2 separate regions of the Drosophila melanogaster genome follow, and region 1 is linked to region 2. Evidence: chromatin contacts called from public Hi-C data. All regions are on one chromosome and are shown on one strand. The core of a region is the stretch at or near the end of the contact, and the rest is flanking DNA. Distances in the headings are between cores, read along the strand shown.

The links. Hi-C and Micro-C count contacts between places; a contact is called where the count stands out from the background.
Region 1: a contact with region 2 is called in a Hi-C map of the Kc167 cell line, with 2.2 times the contacts expected there. The contact joins the promoter of hang here to the promoter of sesB in region 2.

What each region holds. Positions count from the first base shown.
Region 1 is chrX:16,420,329-16,424,369 of dm6, forward strand. hang (hangover) reads left to right here and starts at 2,503. Exons shown (of 8, transcript NM_167521.3): 1 at 2,503-3,299. The coding sequence starts at 2,952. It overlaps AnxB11 (Annexin B11), which reads right to left and starts at 1,914. Exons shown (of 8, transcript NM_001272689.1): 1 at 1,453-1,914.
Region 2 is chrX:10,784,983-10,789,297 of dm6, forward strand. sesB (stress-sensitive B) reads right to left here and starts at 1,976. Exons shown (of 4, transcript NM_001298161.1): 1 at 1,824-1,976. Ant2 (Adenine nucleotide translocase 2) reads right to left here and starts at 1,925. Exons shown (of 4, transcript NM_176725.3): 1 at 1,824-1,925. Imp (IGF-II mRNA-binding protein) reads right to left here. Exons shown (of 7, transcript NM_167253.3): 7 at 2,887-4,315.

The DNA.
Region 1 (4,041 bases), core at 1,253-3,752, 5.6 Mb after region 2:
TTTAAGTTATAAAATAGGTCTAACTTGTATTTGAGTATACATACATTGGAAACCAATCAAATTGGAGTGGGGATTGCGCTATTAGATAAGAACACTATTACAGGGTATGCCTTATAATTTAAGCAATTAAGAGTAATATGAATTTGCGTCATATATGGGATAAAGGCATCCGGTTTTGCTTAGAGAGGGAACTTCCCAAAAAAATAAATCAACTGATATGGATATATGAAATATGCAAAAACATTAAAATAAAATAATTAATTTCGGCGATATAGTAAACTGTCCCAAGAGACCTTATAATGGTTCCACTGAAATGTCGCCAATGTAGACTTTCGCCACATGTACACATGTATGCTACACCCATTTGTGGCCCACAAGGTACTTCATATCTACATATATATATATATATATACATATATATACATATATATAAACGTTGTGTTTTCCCTTTTACCTTATATTATATATGCGCAATATAGCTGCGGGTCATGCGTGTTACTTGTAATTTATAATTTTTTGCTTCAGACAGAGGGACGCCTCCTGACTTAATGGGTATGGAAACAAATGTGAGGCCTGAATATAATATATTAAACTATTTGCACAAAGGCTTTGGGTTTGTTTTCCAATTGTTTCGTCATTTGCAAAGCCTTTCTTGAAAACTTTTCAATTGATAAACATAAACAACTGCATGTACGGTCTGTTCTGTCCCACTCTTTATACATTTTTAACCAAAAAATTAAGTTAAATTCGTTTTGGAAAAGACTTCAATGGCACCTCGCAGCGCAAATAACCAGAACAATGGCTTTATTTCCACCGCAGCGATTTCTGCGGTCCATTATCATCGGAAAGGGCCGTTTTCAAGGCAACAGAACGCATTTGCTCACTCCGAGATGATTCATCTTACACTCAAACCCACGTCAACAAAGTCTACCCGTGCGCATACATAAGTATCTATGTATCTAAGTATCTATGTATACTAATTGAGTCATGCTTTTACAAATGGATCAGAAGTAAAATTCCTGTGAATTTTGGATTCATAGTTACATAGAGCCGAAAAGATATTTCGAACATTTGCGAAATACAATTTTGATGCTTCATTTTGCAATTAGTTGTTGTACTTTTTATATATTTCTTTACTTATGATTTTGGCACAGTAAATTCGAACAACTTTGCGTAAATACCACTAAAAATAAGACAATAATCGCTTACAACTTTGAGTGCGCTTATCTTGAAATTCTTTGAAATGGTCCCGGATTCCGGGAAAAGTATAAGTTCGATCGCTTTCATTTAAGTATAACCTATTAAAAGCGCACATGAGATAGATAGATAGGTCAGAAGATTGGCATTTAGGCATAAAAATGGGCCTTATGTGCACGCCCCTACATAATTAGATACATAGGTGGGCGCATCTATTCCTATTGTATCATAATTTATTAGATGGTAATTATTTACTAGCAAGGTCGCAATCAACAGATGGGTAAAACGCACACAAGTGCAGCACATCAACACGTGTCAGTGCCGGTGTGCGTGCGTGCGTGTGTGTGAGTAGTTGCATTTCGAGATACAATTGTATCTTTGTATCTGAAGATATCAAACGAAAGTTTCTATCGCTGGTTACCCCGCCACCAGTCGTACGATATATGTATTTCTTCTCGGCAGATACACACACAGGCACACAAATACGTCTGTCTTGGAGAATATTTGGGAGCAGAGACTTAAAGTAAAGATTTCACAAGTCTACACTTCAGGGAAACGTGTTAAACAGCAATAAGAACACGCATGTTGCGCGAAAACAAATACACCATAAAGAACGGCACAATTATAACGCTTTTAATTACTTTAAGTATCGGCAAACGCGATGTTGGCACTCTGCGGGTATTTTGTAATGCCGAAGTGAATTTATCAACTGACTTACCGCCAGGGCGGGACAACAACCTGTTGTTACTTTGATTACTCGATTCTAGTCGATAGCTGTGCCCTTTCCAATCGGAATATCGGTGGCTATCGAGTAGCCGGTGCATTCACAATTTCGTATGTTCCCGGTATAACTGCGAAGTAACTGCAATATTAAAACATTATTTTCTTTAATTTGGAAATCAGTTTTCAGAATTCACTTTTGTAGTTGCTTAATTCAAATCTCTTAACATACCTAATTTCCCAATAAGAAATCAACGGAAATTTAAGCTAAAGTACGTTCAATGCAGTAAATTTTATGATTCACTTTATAGAGAATCTTTGTACAATCTTTATGTGGAGTTTTTCATACTTTTATTTTGAAATTCTATATAGCCGCGATATAAAAAGTCAAAGAGATCGACTTATCGAATTAAAATGGCTTCTTTGATGGTTATTTCCCAGAGTGACCGGGTATGCGACCGCTAAGAAAAACCGCCGTACAGTGGTAAGTGTGACCACGCATGCGTCTGCCACAAGCGATAGCGATAGTAAGGTCCAGGCTTCGCCCGGCGTGCCCATCTCTAGCCAAAAACGACCTTTTTTCGCCAGAAATCATTTTCCCGTTTACAGTCGCAGATACGCCACGGCAATTCGCAGTCCCAGTGTAGCGGTCATTTTTTTTCCAGTGCGACTCCTCCAAACAAAAGCGAAGTGGAAAAATAGGCGAAGATAAAGGAAACCCAAGAGCGAAACTCCAAATTGCGAATCAGCAAAGGATCAATGGCAACGAAATAAGTAAAAGAACCAGTGCGAACAATGTGCGAAAAGTGGGAAACGCGAGCGGCGTGGTCGTTTCCGTCGGAGAGCGGATAATATAGCACATAGTAGTATATTGTAGTAGTGGATGTGGATGGTGTGGAACGATTGCGAACGGACGCAGACCGAAACAAAAGTGAAAACGTGCAAAAAACCAAACCCAAAAACAAATTCAACCGAGAAGTAGAAGCAAGCGGCAAAGAAGAGAGCGAGAGGGCGACCAATACAAAAGCGACAAAATGTGCGACGCTGCGGCGGCAACAGCGACAACAACAACAACAGCAGCAGTAGCAGCAGCCGTCGCAACAACAACAGCATCGGTAGCATTGGAGGCCACAGCGACACAGCCTGGAACGACAACGACGACGGTAGCCACTGCGTCAGCGGGAACCACATCCCCTGAAGCGGCCATTCCAACAGCAGCAACAGCAACATCGGCGAGAAACAGCAACAGCGAACGGTCGGCGCGACAAAACTGCTGTCGCCTGTGCATCGCCCCACAAACCGAATGCATCTCGATCATCAATAGCTATGCGGCCGACAAGGAGCCGCTGTCCACCAAGATCCACAACTGCGTCGGCATCAAGGTGAGTGGTTATGGGTATGGGTATGGGTGTGGGCATGGGCACGGGTGCGGATGCGGATGCGGGTATATACATAATCCGGCTGTTGCCATCGCCATTGCTGCCGTCGGTGTCGTCATCCCGGGTCTCCGATTCCGAGTCCGAGTCCGCCGCTCTCACTGAACGCTCTCTTGGGTGCTCTGGCACTCCGGTGCTCTGGTGGTTGGACACCATTAACAGTTATACACACAGATCCCAAATGGTCAGTGGAAGGATGAGGCGGTGGCCACACCCGTTCGCTGGACAGAATGGAAAAGTGAGGTTACGGATGATGCCGAGTAACCATTGGGCAGTGGGCATTGGGCCCCGGAGTTCAAGACCCATCGAAGGGGGATTGTGCAAGCAACCAAAGATGATGGCCAGCCACATCCAAAAACGAAAAACCAAGCAAACAAAAAAAAAAAAAACGAACGAACCGAAAACCAGCCAAACTCCGCCTCCTACTCCTCATCTGCTTTGGTATGGGTGTGTGGCTAGGTTTTGGGTTTCCAATGTTTCCACTGCCAAGTCACGATGCAGTGGGAGTGGAAGAGAATGGGTGTAGGAGAAAGAGGAGACGGAGGAGTAGAATTGGAGCTCCATTCTGGCTGAAATCCAATCACGACCACAATCTTTAGCTCATAATCAAACTTGAACTCTACACTTTTGCTACTCCTCCTTCTTCGATTCCATTGCTTTCATTGCCTTCCCGCTTTGAGGTTAGAAC
Region 2 (4,315 bases), core at 726-3,225:
TAGTGTACTTCTATTACACCCAAATACATGTCTTCCTTATTCAACAAAATTGGGGTATCTTTGATATTCAGTTTTAAGAACTACTTGGACTGGCTTAGAAAACTTCAATATACAGCAGTGAACAATTTATTCAAATACAAAAACCAAAACTATTATCAATTTTTATAAAAATAAAAGTTGAAAAGAGTTGAAAGGTTTTATTAATTGTTTGTAGCTATTTAATTGCTAAGCTATTAATAACATTTGGCTTTATTTCTAAAGATAGGGTTGGCAGCACTGCTAGCATGTGACTTTGCTTTCTGACGTCCACCTGCCGCTCTCTCCCTCTCTCTCACGCTTCGTCTCTTTCACGCAGGCGGAAGAGGGGCGGCGCTCGAAAAAAAATGCGTGAAGCGATTAGATAAACACTTCTGCTAATACAGTTAATTTATATAACTGTCTACGACACTTTTTCAAGGTCCCGTTATCACAAAAATTACATAAAAAATAAAAGAGAGCTAGTTGCCCATCAAAAAAGAGAGCGTAAAAAATGCAGTTGCAAAGTTACTGCAAAAATGCTTAATTGCCAAAATTAAACGGCAGCGAAGTTATAATTTTTATGGCTCAGTGTGCGATGAATCGGGGTTTTAGGACAGGGCGTGGATCGGCTTGAAAATCACACTGAAAATTTCCGCCGACTGGGCGAGAATTGGAAATGTGATTCGCCAGGGATATGTAATAATAAACACTAATCTCAACCAAGTGCAAAATCGCACTAAAAGGCCACACAAAGGGCTACAATAAACAATAAATCACATGAATACTATACGTACATTAACGATTGACGTCAGAAAGGGTTTAAGGGGTATGGGAATGGAATAATAATAGAAGAAATGAGAACACTGGGGAAACCCGTTTTTTTCGCATGAATTTTTATCTTTAATAAAAGAAAGCAGGTCAGAAAAGAAAGGGAGGCAACCAAAGAGAAATAGTTACATTACTCTTAAGAAATAAAACCAACTCTCTCTCTCTTCTTCACACACACACACCCGATAAGTACTTGCACGCGCAGCTGGTGTCTGGCATGGGAGTGAGCGAGAGGGCGTTAGTGGCACATGGAATTTATTCGCAACTGTGTGTTCATACACACTCATGTGCGACTGGGCGGTAGAACAATCAATTGCCACGCGTTTTACTATAGAATAGCCTGCATTTGGTGTATATAATAATATATTTGTGCAAATGCAGGCCAATTTGATTCTAGAGAAGTGCAATTCTCTTTGAAATATAATCGCAATTCATGTGCAACATTTTTTCGTACAGACGAGCCGGCCTGCCAACTCGTTGCTATTGCATAAGTTGGCAGTTCCAGCGTGGTTGCAAATTGGAAGGAAATAGATGGGAAAAAGATCCAGCGTGGCTTCTTCCATTTTCTTTCTGGGTATTCTAAATGAACTTTGGATTGGGGGTATAAAATACCGAAAAGTTTGCTAATACGCCCAATTTATTACGTGTTTAATTGATGGCAAACACAATTTCGGCACAATTATTTTTCGCAAGGGTTATGTAAGCACTTTTCGGGTATTTTCAAGTCCCATTTCGGGATTTCTTTTCGATGCAGTTAAACCGGAACTGCTTGTCGAACATACAAAAAAAAACGTTAGTTTAAACCAACACCGACACAATAAAAAAATTAGCACATTACATAACTACAGAATCTAGCGCAAGGTGACGTGAATTAATGGGTAAAAAAAAATCAATGGCAGGTACGGGGCACACCGTCTCTTTTCTTGTTAAGCAAAAGAGCCTCGCAAATGTAATAGATATAGAAAATAGCACAATACCTTCAGTTGATAACTTCTCACAAAAGTCACAGAATAAAAACTTCTTTTGCAGAATCAGACGAAGCCGCGTGCTCACTTGGCGAATGAAATTCGTAAAGTGGTGGGGGTCTCGAGGGCCCAGTGACTTGGGGATGAAAGCTGCAAAAATACCGCATATCGATAGTTGCTTTAACTGGTATTTATTCGGCGATCTATCGATATTCAGCTAGATTTCGGTTTTTATTCGTGATATTTTTGTCGGTAACTTTTGCTAGTATAAATAAATATGGCTATTTTTGATGTAATTAAAACCAGTATATTACGTTTTATTATAAAATTAAGGCAAGCGGGGATTGAAGCATCAATATCGATATTTTTTAATACCTTAAAAATATTTTTACATCGACTTTCCCATTATGTTATATTATTTTATATTATATATTATATTATTGCGAGTTCTGAATTACACAAAAGTTAAAGACTATTTTATGTTTTAATAATGGATTCATTACAATTAATCTGCACGCTTCTTTGGGAAATTAACAACGACCTGTACGACCTCCTTTTGCCAAACTATGATAAAAACTAGTTTGAATGTATTGCATTTAACGCGGTTTTTTAATTGCTCTTTTTTTTACAAAAACAAAAGTTTTCTTTTTATATTAAATCAAAGGTTTGTCCAAAATTGGAATATCTCATACCTCGTTGAAATCGTTCCAAATTCCTCATCGAACTGTATTTAAGTCTGGCAACTTTAATTTTTGGCCATTTTTTGCAAATTTGGTTATCGAAAATGAGAAAATCGGTAATTTGTCGAATTTTGATGATGGTACCCCTAATGAAAAATTGCTTAAATTGGTCAAAAAAATTATTCCTGAAACTCGGTTTGAAAGTGTTACAGATTGTTAGCAATGTTAATAAGCAACACAAAACAGTCATCGTTTTAGCTGAGCCACCTTTTTTGGCCAAGTTATTCTGAAAAATGTTTTTCGAAAATATCATATTCTTAATTTTAAAACGTTGTTGAAAAGGATAATCGCAAAACTTGATTCAAAATGCACTTCTTATATACGAAAAATCATTTATTGAGTAAATTTCTTTTCGATTTGTTTTTCACATGTTCACAAAATTGTATTTGAGTTAGTTGTATATCTGGTTTTCTAATATTTTCCTTGGCCTTGGGATACAATTTAGTAAGCTTTTGTGTCTTTTTATTTGCTGTATGTGGGTCTTGTATACGGTAATTTCGTATTGAGCGCTAGCAATATTAACATTTAGTTACACCGAAATGGGGAAAACATCTTACGCAGATTAGTATGTTATGTATACACCTATGTATATCTCTAGTTTTTGAATCAGCACCCTGGGACAGGCCAGAATACTAGGAGTTTTGGGCGTGCTGAGGGGTATGGTAATCAAATGAAGAACCCTTTCTTTTGAATTTCGTTGGTTGGACAGAGGGGTTAATTTAAAGGCAATGGTAAAGGTAAAAGATAAAGGCAAACAAATGCAAAGTACTGGCTAGTAAATACTGGGGCCTCTAAACTATGACGACACATCTAGACATCGAGTCCTATGTCCTTTACGTGGTTATCTAGATTACTTTCGGGTACATATTCCATGGCAGATACAAAACATACACAGAGTGGATATTTGATATATGTATAGTATATTGGTTATCGTGTACCGATTGTGTTAGCGTTTTGCTTGTGGTTAAAAGACAGTTATACAATGTAATTGGGAATATAGTTTTGTTTTCATCCTATTTGTGTGATTTATTCGTTCGCTTTTTTTTTGTTTATTTTTTTTTTTTGTGGTTTGTTTTTGTTTTTATTTAATTTTTTCTTGTATAGGAAACAACAAAAATGGACGCAAAATGATTGTTATAGTAGTATTCATGTTTACCCATCTTGCTTTTACGTTTAGTTAACTATATAGGAATATGCAAAACGTACACTTAATATATTTTTTTTGGTTTTGTTTTACGATTTTGTTACTATGTTCCTTATCGATCTGATACTATATAAATGCAGCTCTAAAACTTGTATTCTTTGACATTGTTCTGTTCCATCTGTCTTTCTTTTTATTAACTATCTTTCGATCTGGCGGCATCTTGCATTTGTATATCTCTTACGCTTTTCAAATACATTTAATAACATTTCTATAGAAATATTCAAAGCTGAGGTAGTTAATTCATTCATTTATTCTTTATTTTAGTTTACGTTAGGTTATGTTAGTTTAGTGTACTCCATATATATGATCGGTGTTGTTAGTTAGGTATACATCTATGTATGTACTCACACGCTATTTGAATTTATCTGACGACTTTAGCTCTTCTCAAATTCACATTAAATTAATAATTTAGACAACTGTTTGAATAGGGGGTTACGGATCATTAATATATGTATGTCTGGGTACAGGGACAACATCGAAAGCCTCTCGAAACGATCGGGATTATAGGATTTCGGAATCGAAGCCGATTTGGAAAGGAGAGAGGAAAACCAGTTACTGAA